2 separate regions of the Mus musculus genome follow, and region 2 is linked to region 1. Evidence: chromatin contacts called from public HiCAR-type data. All regions are on one chromosome and are shown on one strand. Each heading gives the region's core, a stretch centred on a gene start, on an enhancer-like site or on the middle of the called end of the contact. The rest is flanking DNA. Distances are from core to core; before and after follow the strand shown. Region 1 holds the start of Mboat2 (membrane bound O-acyltransferase domain containing 2). Region 2 overlaps Rnf144a (ring finger protein 144A).

Region 1 (7,620 bases), core at 3,176-5,675:
ACCAAAAAGGAGCAAAGATTCCTTAAGCCTTCCCATTTCTTTCTCTATTACACACGAGTGTGTGCACACATGCATATACACACATACATATATAAATACACACAGTATATAAGCATATACATACAAACACACACATATATGCACACACATATACATTCATACACATAATATACATTCATGCACATATAATATACATTCATACACATATAATATACATTCATACACATATGATATACATTCAAACATATATATTATATACATGCATACACATATGATATACATGCATACACATATGATATACATGCATACACACACACACAGAGGTTGGGTTCCCTATCCCAACCCACAATCACCAGCACACCAATATCTGGAACTCTGGACAGTTCTTACTTCTTCTCACTTTCACTGCCAAAAGGTTCGGCTCTAAAACAAAGACATATCCAAAGTATTTCTCCCACACCAAAACTACAAAATAAACTGACAGTCTATGCAAAGACTTAAAAGCATGGCCATGTGCACATATGTATATGAACTAAATAATTCAGGTTCGATATCTGACTTCCAGAGGTGTAAGGATCCTATTGACTGATGTAGAATACATAGAAACACTTCCCAAACTCTCAAGTGTTGGGCATTATAGATACTACTGGAGTCTGCTTGCTTGGTAACATCTAACCTTTCTTCCCACACATCTTTCTCCTTCCTTCAAACCTTTCAAAACACCACAAGTCCCCACTTCTTGTCTTCTCCCTGTCCCAAGAGTTTGGCACATGATCTATAAAACAATGACTCCTATGTCAAGGGGCTGTTTCTGGGCTCATCTCTAACCAGTGTTCTGCTGTTTAATATACTGGCTATTTACCCAGTTTCACAGCAGTAATCATGGGAAGTAAGGAGGGAGAAGCGGAGGGGGCCACAACTAGAAAGCAATCTCATGATAACTCAGAGCAAGGCCAAGCAAATGTAATAGATAATATAAGATGTTGAAAAAAATATATAGGGGGCTGGTGAGATGGCTCAGCGGTTAAGAGCACTGACTGCTCTTCCAAAAGTCTGGAGTTCAAATCCCAGCAACCACATGGTGGCTCACAACCATCCATAACGAAATCTGACACCCTCTTCTGGTGTGTCTGAAGACAACTACAGTATACTTACATATAATAAATAAATAAATCTTTAAAAAAAAAAGAAAAAAAAAGAAAAAAATATATAGGTTGCCGGGCGTGGTGGTGCACGCATTTAATCCCAGCACTTGGGAGGCAGAGGCAGGTGGATTTCTGAGTTCGAGGCTAGCCTGGTCTACAAAGTGAGTTCCAGGACTGCCAGGGCTATACAGAGAAACCCTGTCTCAAAAAAAAAAAGAAAGAAAGAAAGAAAGAAAGAAAGAAAGAAAGAAAGAAAGAAAGAAAGAAAGAAAGAAAGAAAGAAAGAAAGAAAGAAAGAAAGAAAGAAAGAAAGAAAGAAAGAAAGAAAGAAAGAAAGAAAGAAAGAAAGAAAGAAAGAAAGAAAGAAAGAAAGAAAAAGAAACAAGAAAAAAATATATATATAGGTTGATCATCAGTGACATTATTCTTAGTTTCATTTTGGTACTTGCTCTGGAGTCTAAAACCCCACATCAGCAACTTATAAGGAACAGAAGCCCCGTGATATGGAGACACCTGATCTCGCCTGGGACTCACACAATTGCTCCTTTTCTTTGGCACAACTGGTCCTCAAGATGGCTCCTCTCTCAAACCACACCTCCACACATTCCTTTCTACAGACCTTCAGAATTATACTAGGAAGGAAGTCACTTGGAAAACAGGCCCTAAAGAGCAAAACGCCGGGGGGCCAGGTACTTCCTATCTTAAAGATCTCATAATCTCCCAGATACCACTATTTCATGCTTTAATTTCATTTAAAGACTACAGAGCACCACTTCAGCTACTTCAAGGTCACTCTGTAATTCTTAGCAAAGATAAAGATTCTCCAGCCTAAGGCAAGATCTCCAGTTCCTTTGCTTTGCCTGACAGCACACTTCTTCCTCCTGTTACTTCAGCAGCAAGGGCACTAGGTTCTCAGTGTGCCAAGTCAATACAATAGTAAAAAGTTCACATTTTATTACTTCCTAAAACAACTGCTTTTATAATTTCCTAATTTTTCTAAACAGTGTAAATTGGCACACACCAAGTGAACACATAGCAAGTTATAAACTTCCTGGCTTGTCTTTTTTCTTTCCTATAGAATTACATTATTTGACTACAGCCAAGTCTTAGGCTTTCTTTCAACATGGATTCAACTGTTCATGTGTTAGGAAATGTTTCTGATTGGCTTAATTCTAAAATGTCTGTCTAATTTTACAATGTTAACTACTCCAAGAGTATCATCATGAAGATTCTTTGGTATTCACAGAAATAATTATTGCTGTGAAAAGTACAGATTGTATGGATTAACCCAATATTCCTAAGACTTGCTTATCACAGAGCAAACAACTGTCTTACACAAATGGCCATATAAACTCGGGCTCTACAGACTTCAAGCGTATACCAGAAGATGCAGATTATCTAAGACACAAGAGACAAGACCTCTAGCTGATAAAGTCAGTCTTAACTCAGGTCACCTTCCCTGGATTGCTTGCTCACTTCAGTTCCACAAAGAACTTTCTCTGGACTGCTGAGATGTTTAAAGGAGCTTATTGATATTAGATTACTTTTAAAAGTTATGATCCTTTATAGAAGTTTAAAAGAATTAGCTTAATAGGGCTATGGCAGAGAGAATACACAATCATTTGCCTCACCAAAAGAATAAAAAGGTAAAGGACACACACACACACACACACACACACACACACACACACACACACGTTTCTCATTAGCAAGAAGATCCTGCCCTACCTGCACTGGTAGGCTGGGAACAACCTATTGAAGTCAGAAGTGTAACACACACCTAGAGGTCAGGTGCCATGATTCCACTTAGGAAATAGTGAGACTCCTCCACAGAACTGAGAGTATCCAAAGCCTTTGATTATTATCAACTTAATAAACAAAGACTAATTCTGTGAATTAAAGGAATCATTCCACTTGGGGCACTCTTATAATCTATTAGCATGACACACACCACAACCGCTGTGTAAGCTGTGTGGAGAACAGGTATTTCACTATTAATCGAAAAGTTATGAGAGGAATAAAGGAAAGAAGTCAGATCAGAACACTGAGCAGGACGGTTTAACCCTCCTTTGAGGTAACTCAGTATATTTTATTTTAAACAGTGAAGCACAAAGCCTGGAGCACACAGTGTTCAGCTCAGGTGTCACCTCCAGCTCAAGTCCAGAGAGGAATCTTGTGTTTTACATGCAAACCTTAAGATACCACTAGCAGCTACTCAAGCTGAGCCCATAGCCCTTGGAAGTGCAAACACCTCCAGATCAGAAATAATGTTAGGCTGAATTTCCAAAGTCAATTTCCTTCAGTACTGGAGCTAGACCAGCTATCTAACCATACCCCACCAACAACTTTCCCAGACCTTTCTCAGGACATACTTCCAAAGTTCCTTTGCTCAATAAAAATGGCGCTGCTTTCTCCATCCCAATGCTGTTTATTTCAGTAATCCTGAGGCCCTTTAAACAATCAAATTCGACTGGCCTCATTTAAATGCCAGCCTTCCCTAGTGTCAAAAGCTTCTCTGGGGGTAGGGTGAGGGGGTAGGATGGCTGCTCCTATCCACAGCTGCAACTTTTTCACCAGAAACCCTAGCATCGTGAAGTCACGTTGACTTCTCTTCATAACCTGTCTTCCCCCAAACTGTTGCCTCTCCGTCTATTGAGCCACACTTCAATGCAAACTGTCCCCAAGTGCAGAAGAGCTTAAGCCTCGTCCATCCACGCCGTGTCCTGGGCACTCGGCACCCAAACCATTCTTAGTCTCCCGATAACCCGCAGCAGTGCCAGGTCCACCGGTCCCGGGACTCCCGGGTCCGACGCCCGGTGGCCCGGCAGCGACAGCATGCACGCGCGCACGTCTGTCTAGCCCTCCCCGGCGGGCTGTCGCCGAGCCTCCGCCCGCGCCCACCCCCGCCCGGGCGGCGATGGGAGGCTGGGTGGGCACAGAGGCACCAGCCGGAGCGACAGCCGAGGGGACAAGGCCAGCCGCGCGCCCCCGCCCCGCCGGGCGCCGGGCACGGCGGTCCCGGCCCCAGCCCCCACCCTGCTCCCGCCCGGGTGGCACCGCGGCCGGCAGAGGCGGCCAGGGCACGACGCCCCGGACGCCGGTACCTGATCGATGGGCAGTTGCACGGCGTTGCTGAGGGGCTGCAGCAGGGTGGAGCCCGTGGTGCTGGTGGTGGCCATGGCCGGGCCTCGGCGCTGCGTCCGCTCGCTCCGGCCAGGCGCCGCTTGCTTGCTTGCTCGCTCTGTGCCGAGCTACGCCGAGGATGGGGATGCAGCGGCGCGCCCGCCCCTCGGCCGCCCGCGGTCGGAGCAGCCGCGCGGGGAGGGGCAGTGGGCGGAGTTAGTGGCCCCGCCCACTGCTGGGCGCCCCGCCCACCCAGCCGCGCGGCCCCCTCACGCCGCCGGGCGGCCCGATTTCCAGCAGCTTCCAGAGCCCCCTCCCCACCTCGCGCACTCGTGCGCCAGACAGCTCCGCGGTCCAATGGCGTCGCGGCGCCCCGACTCCCACAGCCAATCAGAGGACGCTGGCCTCGCCGCGCCCCTCCTCCGTGCTGAGGACCCCAGCGAGGGGCTGAGGCTCGACCATGGCTGTCGCCCGAGGGCGACCGAGAGTCAGGCTAGCTGGTGGGGGCGTGTGAGGGCGGCTTTGCCTCCGCCTCTGCTCACTTCCTTTCTCAGGAATGGTGGGCGCCGTCCCCACCCCTCACTGGCAGTGACGGTGGACAACAAAGGGGCTCGGGGTGGCGGCCAGACAAAGAGTTGCAGCGCCGGGGGAAGTTGGGAACAAAGGTAGGGGGCTGGGAGCTTCAGGGAGACGCGCTACAAGAACCCCAAAGCAGAAAGTGCCTTTGTCTCCTGGGCTGCCCAAACTTGCGGAAAGCCGGGTGGTCCTACCTCACCCGCCGCCCACCTGGGCCTGATCGGCCGCGCTGGGACGATGCCCTCACCGCGCATCCAGCTGAGAGGGAAACAGGTCGGACCTGGGCAGCGCCCGAGGGAAAGCCTGGGTAGCCAGCGGCCGGCATGTAAAGGCCCCGCCTCCTCAAAGGAAAGGCTGCTGGTAAGCATCCCTTCGTGCCTGCGAGCCTCTCTGCCAGATGTGAATTCTGCTGTGTCCACACCTCCATTCCAGGAGGGCAGTTAGTGTGTCAGCCCTACAAATGTGATCTCTTACCCTTTAAACTAGCCATGGGAACACCTGGAAAATGCCAGCATCGTCCTCTCAAAATCCAAGGATTTGGAAACTAATATTTAAAGGGGGGCGGGGGTTTAAATGTGCTGCTAACACTGCTTTTAAAGGTAGACTTATGTGAGTCCCCACAACAACCATGTGAGGCAGGTATTGTAACCACCCTCAATCTAGCAAGGAAATTGAATTCCAGAAAAATTACATAACTTAACCAAGAGCTAAATAACAGTGTGTGGGGGGGGGGGGGGCCTGAGATCCAACTAATTTAGCCCCAGTTTTGACCTCTTAAAGACAAGGCCCTCTTCATTCTCAGGTTTAACACCCACTCCAGAATAGCCATCAACTACTAGGTACAGCACTTCCTCAAGGACCACTCTAGAGGCTTCAGTAGTAAGAGCGGGCAAGTAGTGCTTCAGGAAACCTGGCTGTGGACTCAGCTCTCTCTGAAAAGGGGGTTATTGAATTTAGTTGGGATAGTCTCTTGCTGCTAATATTCTCTGGGTGAACAGCTGAGTCCTAGTAAGGTAGTCTTTTAGAGGATGGGGAGAAAATAATTGAGATCTTTCACTCTTAATATTGTGTTCCAACTAGCTGGGACCAATTAGAAATCAAACCTGTCCAATAATCTACTTCCTAAAATAGTCCCAAGTCTGGACCTCTCTATTAATATAACCTTGGATCGAGGACCTCTTTGTCTCTGTCTCCTCCCCCCCCCCCCTTTAGGGACGTGTTGAGAAAGTGTACAGGTGGCTGAACATATAAACTGAAGGGAAAAATTAAAATACCATTTTAAAACCTTAAAAAGTGGGTGTTAGAAACATATTGCAACCTAAAGTAGGCAGCATAAGATACAATCCTAGAACAAATACTGTCTACCAAAGGAATTCTGTGAGGCCAGATTATTCTTTTAGAAAAAGACAGAACATAGTTTTTATTGAGGGTGACTCCTTTAATAGAGACCTGACTCTGGTGTTAACCTGTCATCCCCTGGCCTTATTGCTTGGTGGGACAATCAGGTCACTTTAGGGTGATGTCATGGGATGAACTGTCTGCTAGGCTCTGTGTTCCTGGAGTCAGTAATGCCTATGGAGGATTAGGACTAGGACTGGAGACAGTCGGACACTTTTTAGGAGGTCTGGAACGAGACGTTGTAAAAGTTGACAGTTTATTGTGCCTTCAGCCTTGAGTGGAGATGAAGTAATTGTTGCCCGTTTTTAGATATTCTCTGAATGATTAGCATCCTTTCCTGTAGCGTTAAGTAGGTTTCTGACCCCAAGTAAAGGAGCCAGATTTTAAAAATGAAGGCAGAGGTGCCAGGCTTTCCTCCTGCTTTTGGTTTCCTTGTGTCAGCCCAAGTGAGAGATAAGTACTTTTTAGCAGAAACTGTCTTTTAGGTGCCTGTTATAACTTTATGAAATTATTTATTTTAACATCTAGAATGGGAAAGATTTGAGCCATCTGAGAAATTTTATGTCAGAGTATAGGTCAAGTATCTTGGCCTATAATAATAGCTTAGATTTTAGAGTCAGGAGATCTTGGTTTTGGTTGGGGTTTTTTTGTTTGTTTGGTTGGTTGGTTGGTTGGTTTTTGTTTTGTTTTGTTTTCTGTCTTCACTACTTACTAGCCAATTTTGGAGCCTTTTTAACCTCACTTTCCTTATATAAGAAAAGAAGTAATAATATTGTGTACAAAAAGCTTACAACTGTGTTACATTGTAACATTTAGAAACAACCACATTAGTCAGAATTCTCCAGAAAAATAGACCAATCAGGATCTACAAAAAGATATAGAAGAAAGTATGTTATAAGGAACTGGCTTGAGATGATAAAGACATAGAAGCCTTATGCAAAGCAGTCAGGAGCGCACGTGGTATATAGGTCCAGTCCAAATCTAAAGGCCTAATGACCAGAAGAGCTGTTACTCCCTCAGAATCTGAACGACAGCTGCACCAGTGTTGACACAATTGTTGATATGGATGTCCCAGCTTAAACAGATTTTTCTTCCTCTACCTTTGAGGGTTTGTTTTGTTTTGTTTTGTTTTGTTTTCAGTTCAATCATGATACCACCCACACTGAAGAAAGCAATTTTCCTTACACAGTCTACCAATTCAAAAAATAATCTTTTCTATAAACATCCTTATAGACACATTCAGAAATACTATTTTACTATCTGTCCAGTCCTTCATCAACCCAGTGAAGTTGATGTATTAAATTAACCATTCAAGAAATTTAATGTAATTCTAAAAATGAAAAATGTTTCTCTCCTATGAAACTATTGCATCTGGATT
Region 2 (7,620 bases), core at 1,801-4,300, 1.5 Mb before region 1:
TCTGTATCACACCCCTCCCCTCAGGCCTCAGGGATCTATGCTGAACTGGAGGCAGGAAGACTGTGGGAACCAGAGGCAGTAGATGACTCCAAGATAACACCGTGCCTCGGGACACAACAAGGCGCATGGTACACGTGAACTCATGAGACTGAGGCAGCGTGCATAAGGTCTGCATAAGCTCGAGCCAGACACATCCCAGCAAGGAGGTGGGGAAGTGGCCGTGAAGTCCCACCCCTCCCCACAAAGCAGTAGGGATTTGATTGCTATTAGGTGGGGAAAGTCACTTTTCTTTAGTGGAGTGACACTGGGTATATTGGCCACACTCCAGGGCAGGCCTCACATCCAGTAGTCAGCCAGCACAAACGGGACCCCATGTTTTGTGTTTGCTTTTGCTTTTTAAAAAAAAGAAGGAGAAAATGAAGTTTGGTGTGTGTGTCGGGGGAAGTGGTGTTTAAGGAGGTGGGGAGGAAAGAATCTGATCAAAATATATGTATGAATTTATCAAAGAATAAATAAAAATGTTATTTTAAAAAGAGCTGGAGAATAATTGGGGAAGCCACCTGATACCGAATTCTGGCCTCTAGCCAATGAGCCCCGAGGATCTACCGGTCTCTCTCCCACCCCGACCCTCCCCACAGTGCGGGCTTACAGACCTGCCAGCACATCTGACTTTACATGGGCCCCGGGCATCTGGACTCCGGTCCTCCTCATGCTTGAGCAGCAGGCACTTCGCTTACTGACTTGTCTCCCTAGCCCAACTACTCTCCTTTTTAAGTTCTTGCTAGACTTTATGTTGCTTCTCCCTTCTTCTATGGAATAATGAAGCTCCTTCCCAAAGGCTGACAACCTGGAGGTTCGACTCAGCGATGAGAAATGCTTGAGTCACTTCTTCTCTGATGGGGATGAGTCGAAGGCATTGTTCCTTTTGACAATCGAGTAGATTTCAGATTTTTAAATAAGGAAGAGACACTCGGGAGATCAGATCTACACGGACAGTTTTGGAATTCAGTTATCATGTGTGGTCACCCCTCTTCAGTAGAATAAAGAAAACAAGTTATGGACCATCTATTCTGAATTACCACGATGGTCACAGTGGCCACAATGCTTCTTTTATTAAAATCTCTGTAGTTTATAAAACCTAGTTAAACTTTTTTTTCTTTTTTATTAGATATTTTCTTCATTTACATTTCAAATGCTATCCCTGTTCCTAGTTTCCTCTCCGAAAAGTCCCCTCTACCCTCCCCCTGCCCTGCTCCCCAACCCACCCACTCCTGCTTCCTGGCCCTAGCATACTCCTATACTGGGGCATATAATCTTTGCAAGACCAAGGGCCTCTCCTCCCATTGATGGCCAACTAGGCCATCCTCTGCTGCTATATATGCAAGCTCTGGGGGGATACTCGTTACTTCATATTGTTGGTCCTCCTAAAGGATTGCAGACCCCTTTAGCTCCTTGGGTACTTTCTCTAGCTCCTTGATTGGGGGCCCTGTGTTCCAGCCAATAGATGACTTCAAGCATCCACTTCTGTATTTGCCAGGCACTGCCATAGCCTCACAAGAGATAGCTATATCAGGGTCCTGTCAGCCAAAAATTGCTGTGTCTGGGTTTGTTGGTTGTTTATGGGATAGATGCCCAAGTGGGGCAGTCTCTGGATGATCCTTCCTTCTGTCTCAGCTCTGAACTTTGTCTCTGTAACTCCTTCAATGGGTATTTTGTTCCCCATTCTAGGAAGGAAAGAAATATCCACACTTTGGTCTTCCTTCTTGAGTTTCATATGTTTTACAAATTGTATCTTGGGTATTCTAAGTTTCTGGGCTAATATCCACTTATTAGTGAGTGAACATCATGTGTTAAACTTTCCTAAAGGTAGGTAGGTGTGTGTGTGTGTGTGTATATATATATATATATATATATATATATATATATATATATATAGAGAGAGAGAGAGAGAGAGAGAGAGAGAGAGAGAGAGAGAGAGAGAGAGAGAAAGAGAGAGAGAGAGAGTTTTCTGGCTGAAGAGACTATTCCATTAGTAAATTGCTTACTAGGTGAGCATGAGAATCTGAGTTCAAGCCCCAGTGCTCATGTGAAAGGCTGGGCATAGGGGTACATCAATGCCTGGAATCCTGGTGCTATAGATGAGGAGATAAGCAGCCAGTCTAGCCTAGCTGATTTGGCGAGCCCCAGATCCCAGTAAGAGACCCTGTCTCAAAACATAAGGTGGACAGTGCCTGAGGAATGATGCTTGAGGTTGACCTCTGCCCTATTACAAGTACACACACACACACACACACACACAGAGAGAGAGAGAGAGAGAGAGAGAGAGAGAGAGAGAGAGAGAGAATGTGCACCTATATAAACACATTAGCACACTTAGCACACATAAATACAGGAATGAATAAATAAAAGGTCTCTGTTGGGAATCTTGCTGATGTTTTCCTGTGACCATTCTGGGCCTGGTGCAGCCCTCCCAACCTCCTTAGGTAACAGCTTCGGTTAGCATATTGGTGCTCATCTAATGCTTAAGCCTGTAAATGCAGCCTATACTGTGCATCCCTGAATGCCTTGCAGTTTTTACATCATACGCTCTGCAGCTCTTTCCACTCGAATGCATGCAGCTTTCCTGCTCTTTCCGAAGTCTCCCACCTTGAGGAGCTCCGCTTCATGTCACGAGCCTTCTCTTTGTGTGGCTTCCAGTCTCGCATTGCAAGCGGGGCCATGGTAACTGACTAACTTTGGCTGGGTGCTGAGAAATAAGATTATTGGGTCAGTGAGTCAATTGTGCAGTTTGGGCAGATATTGACATGCTCCAGGGTTCATGAACTGTGTTATTTTGAACCATTCTCAATGGGGTGTTCCAGGAACTTAGAACCTCACTGCCTGGGCATTTGGAGTTTTCCTTTGCTCATTGGGAACAGCATCTTCCAGCTGTTTGATTTCCTGTACACATCATGTTGTTCTGTCGGCAGCATCTTTTAAGTCATTGCTATTTGTTTGATGATTTACTCTCTGCTGTTTGTTTCTGTGAGACAGTCATGCGCTGAAGCTCCTCCTGTCCTGGACTCTATGAGTCGCCCAGGCTGCCCTCAAGCTTCAGGCAACCCTCCTGACTCCCCAACCCCCAACTGAAAATTAGCATGCTAGAAGCGCCCCGTGCCTAGCTTTTTAGTTAGTGATTTTTGAAGCCCTGGATGGATTAAACATGAACTTTTTTTTTCTGTGATCAGTTTTACATTGTTTTTATGTTTAAAACGTCTATTGGCTTTGCAGTTATTGAAATTCATTTTTTATAAAGAAATACTGGAGGAAGAAAAATAGCCTGTCCTCATTTTTAATCAGATGATAGCTTCCTTTGGTGACCGTGCCCACTCTGTAGTAAACCCACAGTGAGAGTGGTGTGGACTTTGAAATTTTCACCTCAAAACCTTGGCTCCTGTTCCCTTCCTCGGTATGGTACGTGCTTCCTTTCTCTGCCTTACCAATCCCTTTAACAGGCACCTCACACGCAGAGGTTCCTAACATCACAGGGAATGCCATGAGGAACATCCTCCCACTGCTGATGTGTAGATGACTTCCATGAATGACAGTAACTTAATCACAACATGGAAACATTTCTTTTTTTTTTTTTTGTTCTCTGTAGCTATTTATTTATTTATTTATTTATTTATTTATTTATTTATTTATTTATTTATTTTTAATTAGGTATTTTCCTCGTTTACATTTTCAATGCTATCCCAAAGGTCCCCCATACCCACCCCCCCCAATCCCCTACCCACCCACTCCCCCTTTTTGGCCCTGGCGTTCCCCTGTACTGGGGCATATAAAGTTTGCAAGTCCAATGGGCCTCTCTTTGCAGTGATGGCCGACTAGGCCATCTTTTGATACATATGCAGCTAAAGACAACAACATTTCTAAGCCCCTGCAGTATGTCCCTCTGCCTAGCAAAAGCGCCATTTCACTGACTTTCACTATCACCCACGTTTGTTTAATAGCGTCTCTGAGCTCTTAACCAGGTCACTGCAACTTAGCAAGTGATGGTTAATTTTACAGGAGGCCTGAGTCTCGGAGGAAGCTTAGAGCTCAGGTCCTGTACCAAGTGCCCAGAGTTGGCCCAGAGCCCAGAGTCAGACTGCTTGTTCTTAGGAAGCTGGGATTGGCTCTTCCCCATGCAGGGTCATCCCAACAAAGTGCAGATGACAGGACATGAGTCTTATAAACATCTCAGTGTACATGGAGCCGAATGCCACCCAACCCATGCATGCTCTGTTGAATGAGCATTTTCTGTTTCTTAGAGAAGAGCTGTAGGGTGTCACATGAGTGTTACAGACTAGTTCTTACTCTGTGCTACTGCTGAGGTGGATCGCTAGGGCACAGTAGTGACATAGTAGACAAGCCATGTTCAAATCACTGTGCTCTTGAAGCGTCTGATTCTGGATTCTCTGCAAGGAGAATCCATCAGCACTAAACATTGAGAGCTGGAGGGAGCAAGTCTAATAGTCACTAGGATGGAAAGATGAAATGGTGTCCCTGTCATTATGAAGCTGTTTGGACACTCCTGGGAAGTGCATCCCAGCCTTCCATACCCCATCACCTTTGCATAGGGTTCAGCAGCAGACTACTAGGAAAAGGGAGTCTGTCATTCATTGTAGTCCTGGGGACAGGGAGCTATTCTGCAGTGTCAAGAACCTTGTCGGTGGCCTTCAAATGTCAGAGGCCCAAGATAGCTATGAGTTAGGAAAATAGTGGCTGGACAGAGTGACTTTGTTATTTTGTAGGCTGCCATTCTGCATCAATGGAGCTCAGGTGACCAAATAACCTGAGTCCTCAGGAGTCCCTGATCCCAGTAGACCCATTATCGTTTCTCCAACTGTGTCCTCTCCCCAGGTGGGACCTCCAAGCATAGGGGCATCTTGCCATTGTTGTAGTAATATTAACCTCAGGTTGAAGTCGGGCTGTAAATAAGCTCCTTTTCTAGACTCTTGTTAAGTGGGTATCCCCAAAAGACATGCATCTGGCCTTGGGGACTGCACCCAGGTTGTCTTTGGGTTTTCTTGGGAATAATTGGAAATCTGCATCTCTGTTTCGCTTAAGGAGAAGTTGCATCAGTTCTGGTTGGGTTCAGTTCCCACCAGGTTGGGGCTGCACACAACTGGCTCTGCCGTCCGAGTCCTGACCATCAGTCTGGGTTTTACTTCTCTGTGGATATTCTCACCCAATTCAAGCTCTCCCTCTGCGCCTGTGGGGACTGTCACCATGTCAGAACTCATTCTAAGTAAGTTTTGAAGAATAAAATTTTACAGAGTATTTTTTCCCAAAATGAAGTGTTGTCTTCTAGGAAAAAAGAGCAACACGAGAGGTCTGGGGTATTGCTGTGCTGTGACTCCCTGTTGTGGTTTTCTACCTCATGAGCTCATCTGGACTTGAAGTCTCCTCCGCCAGGCTCCAGAGGTAGAGGGATTAGAGCAGCCATGGTGTTTCCTGAATGTCCACAAGCAGTCGGGATCCAACAGTGAAGGTGCTGAGGAGTTGGGAAGAGACATCTGCTGAGCCCCTGGACCACAACAGGAGCAGCTCAGCTTTACCTGTTGTCTTTCCTGTCTAGGATGGACTGATCATCCAGCTCTCCTCATGGAGAGGCAGGGATTTCAAATCAGCTAGTGAACGTGTGTGTTAGGACAGATGTTCTCCGGGATTGGCTGAGATGGCAGGCTAAGGATTGCTGTTAGTGTGGTTGAAGGTGTTGAGCCCTGGATCTGTAAGTCTGGACCACTGTAGATTGACATTAGGAAGCCAAGGCCTCCATGACCAGATTGAGAGCTTTACAATGAAAACCATATTGTTTTCTCAGAGTGAGACTGCAGGTGACCCAGACAAACACCAAGAGCTCATGTGTGAGGACAAGAGAGTCAGTGTTTGTGAAGAGAACCTGGAAAGTCTGTGCAATGGATGGGCTTGCCTTTACTTGGTAGGCAATGACGTTAGGGACATTGGCCTGGAGTCCTGCATTAATAAGTTGTTGGGTAAACTGCTAGTATCATTCTTGAACCTCCACATTTTATCTGTTGAGTGAAGACAATTAGTCTGAATTTATCTCTCTTTGGTTTACTCTGTAAACCATGAATTACAAAATGCAAGATGTAATTCAATGTGAGAGAATACGACAGATAATTCTAGGTGTGTCATGAGATCATATGCAGCATTGTTGGGTAGACACTGGTACATGGGTGTTGTGAACCAGCCATGTCAGTGATACAGAGCATTACAGTTATTTATTGAGGATCACTTAGTTTACTAAGCTACACCAGTCTTCTCACCTTCACTTGACTGAGTTCTTGAGGTCTCATTTGGAATCAGTACCATGGCAACTGCAAGCTCTTTGTTCCTTCTGAATCTTATTATCGATATGCTTATCAATCAAATGGTAGATCGCAGGTTACATGTACACGTGTGATTATCAAACATGCCACAACGAGTGGAGGGTGATGGAAAGATTCAATGCAGGTGGTTACTGTCCAAAAATAAAAAATAAAATAAAATAAAATAAAATAAAATAAAATAAAATAAAAACACCACCACCAAAAAACGGATCCTAGAGACCCAGGGGAAAGGGTATATAGACAGTGTCAATGTGATAGCATTGATGGCAGTGAGAATTGCAGAGCTGAGTCCTGCCTGTCAATCTGCTTCGCAGAGGCTGGGAGAAGTACATGGAAGTAGTCACTGACGGAGCACCAGGGGGATGTGCCCTACTGCAGCCTCTTTGTGTGTGTGTCTGCCTCACTGTTCTGGCTTTGACAATCTGCCCAGTTAGGTGTGCCCGCATCTGCTGGCTTAGTCTACTTGCATAGATAAATGGCAGCATATCCCACCTTGACAGTTATTCTGCAACTCGGGGGACTCCCAGCTGAGACAGAAGGGATGGGACACACTCTGGTCTATGTTGAATGCAGTGGCTTTGCACAGGGTGTCCTCTCTGATTATCAGTGGAGGGGACCTTGTGCTGGGAGAAGGATCCGCCCTGCTCACCTAAGAATCAGGCATTGCCCAAGGGAGCCCAGCCCTGTTGTAGATCTTGCTAACAAAGGAAAAATGAAATGCAGCATGGTATTTTTTTCTCTTTTCAGAAGTTTTTGTTGTTGTCTAAAAAAAAAAATGTAATATCAACACCAATTCCACAGGGGTCCTTTCTTTTTCAAGGGGGAGGCAAACACAAGCCATTAAATAGGTATCTGGGCTATTGGAGAGTGTCTCTGGGTGAGAGAGGAGGGGCAGGGAGTGATTGGGTACTGTTTTCAGCAAAGAATCCGGTGCTTAAAGAAATGGGAGATTCAGAAATGTGAGGATTTCTCACATCGAAGATATAGTGCTGCCAAACCCACTGCGGCTCTCTGAGCTCACTGCACTTAGTTTTCTTTGTTATCCTTGAGTTTCTTTTTTTTTTTTTTTTTTTTTATAAAAAGACCGAGAATTAAGAGTTGAGGCCCCGTGGAAAAGAATTCCATAGCAGGGCCCAGTTGGCCCTGTTGCTATGATGCTAGGCCTGCTTGTGTGAGGATTTGAATTTGGATCTCTTGAACCAAGTACAGTATGTCTGCAGCCCCTGCGTACAGAATTCACGGG

What was found. HiCAR-type assays count read pairs that join an accessible place to other places.
Region 2: a contact with region 1 is called in a HiCAR-type map of astrocytes, with 3 times the contacts expected there. The contact joins the enhancer-like site here to the promoter of Mboat2 in region 1. A contact is called at or near these places in 4 of 39 promoter capture datasets (cranial neural crest, hippocampal neurons, liver and 1 more) and 3 of 115 datasets of contacts at active chromatin or transcription factors (astrocytes, embryonic stem cells and thymic regulatory T cells).

The regions. Positions count from the first base shown.
Region 1 is chr12:24,828,404-24,836,023 of GRCm38.p6, reverse strand. Mboat2 (membrane bound O-acyltransferase domain containing 2) reads right to left here and starts at 4,425. Exons shown (of 13, transcript NM_026037.3): 1 at 4,250-4,425. The coding sequence starts at 4,324. It overlaps 2900060N12Rik (RIKEN cDNA 2900060N12 gene), which reads left to right and starts at 4,707. Exons shown (of 3, transcript NR_166876.1): 1 at 4,707-5,204.
Region 2 is chr12:26,356,516-26,364,135 of GRCm38.p6, reverse strand. The region is part of intron 3 of Rnf144a (ring finger protein 144A); the gene reads left to right. It overlaps 4930549C15Rik (RIKEN cDNA 4930549C15 gene), which reads right to left. Exons shown (of 5, transcript NR_130981.1): 3 at 6,315-6,508. Among named protein-coding and RNA genes, the nearest start is that of 4930549C15Rik, 14 kb to the right of the region's middle. Within about 2 kb of position 3,050, at least 7 of the 459 cell types and tissues checked have an H3K27ac peak or open chromatin away from gene starts, as enhancers often do. A contact at or near this core is called in astrocytes, where this site is marked.